Regions from separate parts of the Canis lupus genome. Here region 1 is linked to region 2. A link is a contact called in public Hi-C data. All regions are on one chromosome and are shown on one strand. Each heading gives the region's core, a stretch centred on a gene start, on an enhancer-like site or on the middle of the called end of the contact. The rest is flanking DNA. Distances are from core to core; before and after follow the strand shown.

Region 1 (3,013 bases), core at 201-2,700, 140 kb before region 2:
TGAGGGCAATGGTATGTGCTCTGTGCTCGGTACTTGCCACAGGTGTCTGCCCAAGAACAGGGACTGAGTCCAGGACTGTGAAATGGAGCCACTTCACCTACCTAGCACAAATGGTCCCCTTGCAGATACACCTTCTGCAGAACCCTTTATGATGGGCTTAATTTTTTTTCTGCAGGAGATGGGGACAGGGATAGGGAAGAGCATAGAGTCTGGAGAGAATGAACTTGATTCAAGGCCTAGCTTTGTCACTTTCAGGTGCGGTGACACTGAACAAATCACTTAGCTTCTCTCAATACCAGTATCCTCATGTCTCTGTCTATGTCTATGGTGGGGGTATCACAACAACTACCTGTCAAACTTTTTTGAAAGGGTTAAAGAGATCTTGAATGTAGACACCTAGCATAGAGCCACCATGGCTTGGTGCAGCCACTCAAATCATGTCGTTTATTCATTCCTCTGAACCCCGTAATTTTACTGGATTATCAGCACCTTGGGTAGAGGTATGCTTTGGGACACGTTTAGGTGTCAGTAAGCACTCAACTCGTGCTCTCACCTTACTGGCCACGAAACAGAGTCCATCATCATCATTAAAATATATATATATTTTTTTTTTTAGATTTTATTTATTTATTCATGAGAGAGCCAGAGAGAGGCAGAGGGAGAAGCAGGCTCCCTGGGGGAACCTGACGCGGGACTCTATCCCAGGACCCCGGGATCACGACCTGGGCCAGAGGCAGACGCTGAGCCGCCCAGGTGCCCCCGTCGTCAAGCTACCTTAAATGAATCCCTGTTAAACACTTTCCAACTGCCCAGGGGGCTCTAGCAAGCGACGGAGGATGAAATGGGAAGTTTAATGCAACATTTCCCCACTAGGTGGTGCTGCGTGTCCAAACTTTCCCTCAGGTTCATTTATCTCCATACATTAATTTCCACGGCCGGTAAAGTGACGGGACGCTCTGCGGAAGAGGAGAGAACAGATCTGTCCCCTGTAAAATAGGTAAGTGTCCCTAATAATTCCTCCTAAAGCAGCACATCCACAGCAGCGCGCTGACCCCGCGCCGAGCGGCGTGGAGCCGGGCCCCGCTCTCAGCCGGCGCACCAGCGAGCGCAGCGCCCGGGCTCGCTAAAGACAGCTTTACCGCTACTATTCGTGCTCGTCTTTCTTTCTTTTTTTTAAGCCAAAATCGTCCTCGGTTTTGTTCTGGCGGGCAGCTCCGTAGACCGCGACGGGACACGCCAGCCCGGAGGTCCGGCAGGGGCCCCGCGCCCGCCCGCCCCCGCGCCCGCCCCCGCCCCGCCGCGGGGCCCCTCGCTCTCCTCCCGCCGCGCTCTCCTTCCCCCCGGCTCTCACCCCGGCCGACAAGCTCGCGCCCCGGCCCCGCAGAGTCGCCACCACGAGCCGCGACGTCCCCCGCGCCGCCGCCATGGCCGCCGGCCGAGGGCTGCCCGCCGCGCTGCCTGCCTGCCGCCCGCGGGGCCCACCGGGGGGCCGGGAGCCGCGGGGCCGTGCGAACGGCCTCCAGCCGCGCCGTCCTGCGAGCGCCCGCGCGGCCCGCCCCGGAAGGGCCCGGGCGCCTCAGGGCCGCCGACCGCGCGGGCGGCAGGGGGCGGCAGGCGGCAGGGCGGCAGGCGGGCGACCCCGCAGGCCCCGCAGGCCCCCTCCAGCCCGGGCGGGGAGCGGGGCCGGGAGCGGGGCGGGAGCGGGGCCGGGGAGCGGGGCGGGGAGCGGGGCGGGAGCGGGGCCGGGAGCGGGGCCGGGAGCGGGGCCGGGAGCGGGGCCGGCGGGCTGGCGCCGCTGGCTGCGGGGCGCTGGGGCCTGACCCACGTTCGCCGACGGTGGGCGCAAGGACTCCGCGGGCCGGGGCGCGAGGCGGTGGGCGCCGGGCGCGGGTCGGCCCGTGTCCCCGCCCGCGGAGGGCCAGAGCCACCGTGGACCGGCCCGGGGCGAGCTCCGCCGTGCCCGCCGGGGAGTCTGGGAGCCTGGCCCTCCGTGCCCCGCGAAGAGAAGCGCCCGGGGCGCGCTCCGCAGAGGAACGTACGCGGGTTATTTACGGAAGTGTGTCTCTTTCTGGAAAAGGGGAGGGGGGGGTCTTTTATGTATTCACTAATATTTTATTCTTACTCCTTTTTTTCTTGCCTTTTTTTGCGATGGGACGCCACATACCATAAAATTCACCCTTTGAAGTGTACAGTTTACGGCCTTTTAGTGTATTCACTTGGATCTTTTACTAGTTTAAGCAAATTAATAATACAGCCAAATTTTTAAAAAGATTATTTATTTATTCATGAGAAACACAGAGAGAAGCAGAGACCCAGGCAGAGGGAGAAGCAGGCTCCTGCAGGAAGCCCAATGTGGCATTCAACGCCAGGGCCCTGGGGTCATGCGCTGAGCCACCCAGGGTTCTATAATATAATCCATTTTGCCTAACATTTAGCCATATACTAGAGAATTTTTTCTATGCGTGCCCATTTAAGTTCAACTTAGCAGGTGCTAGCAGTTAATTTTTTTCACATATCGATTGGGGGATAAGCGTTTTTGCCTTAAAATATCCTAAAATTCAGACTTATGGCTCAATCCATATTCTTACCTTTGCCCACTTCACAAAAACTTAATGGAGGAATCTCTGCAGACCCTGATCGGATGTCACTGATCTCAAAGCATTCATCTAAGACATTCTAGTTTCCTTTGGTGCCTCAAGTGGGCAGAGACTGGAGACAGGATTAAAAGTTTCATTTCCAGTACTTAATTAGGTGTATACAGTTATGAAGAATACTCTGCAAACTTGCTTATTGAAGTGAGAACTGCAAAATGAACTGGTGGGTGTGAGGTAACAAGAGATTCCTGATCGGGAGACCTGGGTGGCTCAACAGTTGGGTGCCTGCCTTTGGCTCCGGTCATGATCCCAGGGTCCTGGGATCGAATCCCACATCCGGCTCCCTGCGAGGAGCCTGCTTTCTCCCTCTGCCTGCGTCTCTGCCTCTCTGTGTCTCTCGTGAATAAATAAATCTTTGG
Region 2 (2,885 bases), core at 255-2,754:
TCTTGGGAAATAATAAATACCTGCTGTCTGTTATTAAAGGGAGAAATGCGTCTAACTATTGTTCTAGGATAATCTGAAATAGTGCTCCTTACCTTCCCTGGTAGTTTTGGCTGTGAACCTGCAAACTATCTAAGTGTTCAGGACTGACTATCAGAAGCCCACAGAAATCACAAAGCGTTCAGTAGCTTGCAAATACTGAGTAAAGGTCAATTACTAAAGAAGCTCCATGGAAACTTAAGAGAACACTAGCACATACTACATGTTCAATAAATATTCACATGAATATTCATTGAATTGTACACGCACTGGGGGAGAAATGAGGAACTCTCTTTCGGGTTAAACGCGGTTCCTGACTTCAATCACATCAATCTCAGCAAATTGGGAGAAAAGACCTGGGGGTGGGGGTGGGGGTGGGGCACGTCCCACTTGTTGGGGTAAAGAATGGTCACTCAGTTTTATCTGTTTAGAAAGCCTGAAGAGGACAGTGTTGAGAGCACTGGACACAGGCACCAGGATAGATGACCACGTAGGAAGGACTGGGGGAGCAGGTAAATAAACACAGGCTCCGGGGGGCGGACAGAGCAACAGCGAAAGGCAAAAGAAGGTAGACAGACGCTATGGCAAAGGCACTGGAAGGAAAAGCATTTCGAAGGGAAAGAACCGAAGAGCAATTTTACCGAGGGACATAACAGGCAGAGCGGTGCAACCGGGGACAGAAGGGAGAGCGTGGGGAATGAAGCTGGGGGTGTCTGGCATAACGGGCCAGAAGGCGCCAAGGCGGAGGCGCCAAGGCTTCGCAGCCTGGGGCGGAGATGGGGACAAGCAGAGCGAAGCCCGCACAAAACGGGGGAAACGTGTGTGTGTGTGGGGGGGGGGGGGGGGGGGGGGTGATAAGTGAGAACTTGGGACATCACCTAAAAAGAGGGGACAGACGGGCACCTGGGTGGCTCAGGGCGTGATCCCAAGGAGCCTGCTTCTCCCTCTGCATCGGTCTCTGCCTTTCTCTCTGGGATTCTCATGAATAAATAAAATCTTAAAAAAAAAAAAAAAAGTCCGGGACAGAGGGAAGGTCAGAGAGCAAGGCTCTGTCAAAAAGGCCAGCGGGGCGCTGGAGGGAAAGAGAGCAGGAATGGCCCTGGAGACTCAAAGCGGCGGGCGGGAGAGTAAGGGGAGACGGGAGGCTCTCACCCGCGCCACTCCCGGGCCTGTGAAAGCCCATGATGCGGTTGATGCGCTGCTCCGAGTTCATGAGCAGCTTCCTCCGCCGCAGCTCCGCACGACGCTGGGAAGCCGACAGGCCAGAGGTCGCTGGAGCTCCCGGCCGGTCGCCGCTGTCAGACGCGACAGTCAACGGCTCCATCTTCCCCACCAACACCAGGGAACGCTGAAGGTGTTGCTGGCAGCGGCAGCCGAGCCGCAGATGACTTCAGGCCAGGCCGCAGGGTACGAGCGCACCACCGCCCCCCCACCCCGCCGTAGACCCGCCCCCGAGCGCCAAGCCAGACAGGCGTGCTAGGCATGCGTGCCATCCGACCGGACAAAGCGCGAGGCTTGCGCCGCCATCTTGAATGAGGGCAGTCGGGCGGGGGGCGAAGCGTGGGGGAGGTACGAAGCGTTGGGGGAGGTCCTCCTCCCTGGGCTAGCCCTCGTGGCCACTCTCCCAGGCCACCGGGCTTCTCTACTGTTACCTCGAAAGTGAAGAAAATTAGCCCCCAGGCTGAAAAGAAGGAAAGGAAGGAGGGCAAGGCCCCAACCCACCAACGGCTGGTGCCCAAAAGCAAAATGGAGGCTATTGCGCCAGGCACTTGTTTCTAGTGACCGTCTGCGACCTCGCTTCTAAACGACGGAAATACGTCAGTAGGGAGCGACGCTTTAGAGAGAGTTGCGTTTAGGATGTGTTCTTGGCGCAGGTTTATTCTTTCTCCTCAGTCGCTCTTCTCCCAAATATTTATCTTACGTGTTTCTGGCCTTCTTCACGTCTTTGTTCAGGGTTGTCCCAGTGGAGATTTCCCTGTCCATTCTGTTTAAATTGCCACCCTTCTCAAGACTCCATATTCCCCTTACCTGCCTTATTTTTCTTAACAGTTACAACTGACTTGCATGCTAAATGTACTTATTTTGAATGTTTCTCATTAGATAGAATGTAGGCTCCATGAAGACAAGCATTTTTTTTTATTTTTATTTTTTACAATCCTGAGGTCTTTTATTTTCTTTACAGTTATCATGCCATGAATTCATAGGGAATGGGTTCCAGCAGTTCAGGCTCCTTTCCATTGGTTCTCACAAAGTGTGCTTCTCTGGGTGGGGCAGGCTGGCGCTTCAGTAGGACCCAAGTACCTTTCTCTTTGGCTTCCTTCTTTTTCTGATCATTTTCCTTCACACGCTTCAGGAAGCTACCTCGGCTCTTTGAGTGTTTAATATGCTCAATGCGGACATTAATTCTCTTGGCAAGAATCTTGCCCTTAACTTGTTTGTTTACAACAATGCCAACAGCATGCTGAGTAACACTGTAGACCCTTCCAGTTTTGCCATGGTAACATTTGTGGGGCATTCCTTTTTGAACAGTGCCCATTCCCTTGATGTCCACAATATCCCCTTTCTTATAGATTCGCATGTTATGTGGCCAAAGGAACAACTCTATGTTTTCTAAAAGGCCTAGAGAACATATAGCGGGTACCTCTCCTCTTTCCCTTTGTGTTGGTCATTTTGGCAAATTACTGGAAGATGGAGGTTCCGGCCGAAAGGCACAAGCATTGCATTTTGTTGGGAACTGCAACTCCTGGAATAGCATGAGCACTCAGCAGGGCCAAGTTATTCAAGGCAGCGTTGAGGACCACGGTAGCGGGAGGGACCCGAGAAAGTGTGTTTTATTAAAGTCAGAAGAA

What was found. Hi-C and Micro-C count contacts between places; a contact is called where the count stands out from the background.
Region 1: a Hi-C map of blood shows a contact between it and region 2, with 5 times the contacts expected there. The contact joins the promoter of PCBD2 here to the promoter of CAMLG in region 2. A contact is called at or near these places in 2 of 9 Hi-C or Micro-C datasets (both in blood).

What each region holds. Positions count from the first base shown.
Region 1 is chr11:22,974,449-22,977,461 of UU_Cfam_GSD_1.0, reverse strand. PCBD2 (pterin-4-alpha-carbinolamine dehydratase 2) reads right to left here and starts at 1,450. Exons shown (of 4, transcript XM_038552203.1): 1 at 1,352-1,450. The coding sequence starts at 1,426.
Region 2 is chr11:22,831,092-22,833,976 of UU_Cfam_GSD_1.0, reverse strand. CAMLG (calcium signal-modulating cyclophilin ligand) reads right to left here and starts at 1,504. Exons shown (of 4, transcript XM_038552197.1): 1 at 1,189-1,504. The coding sequence starts at 1,360.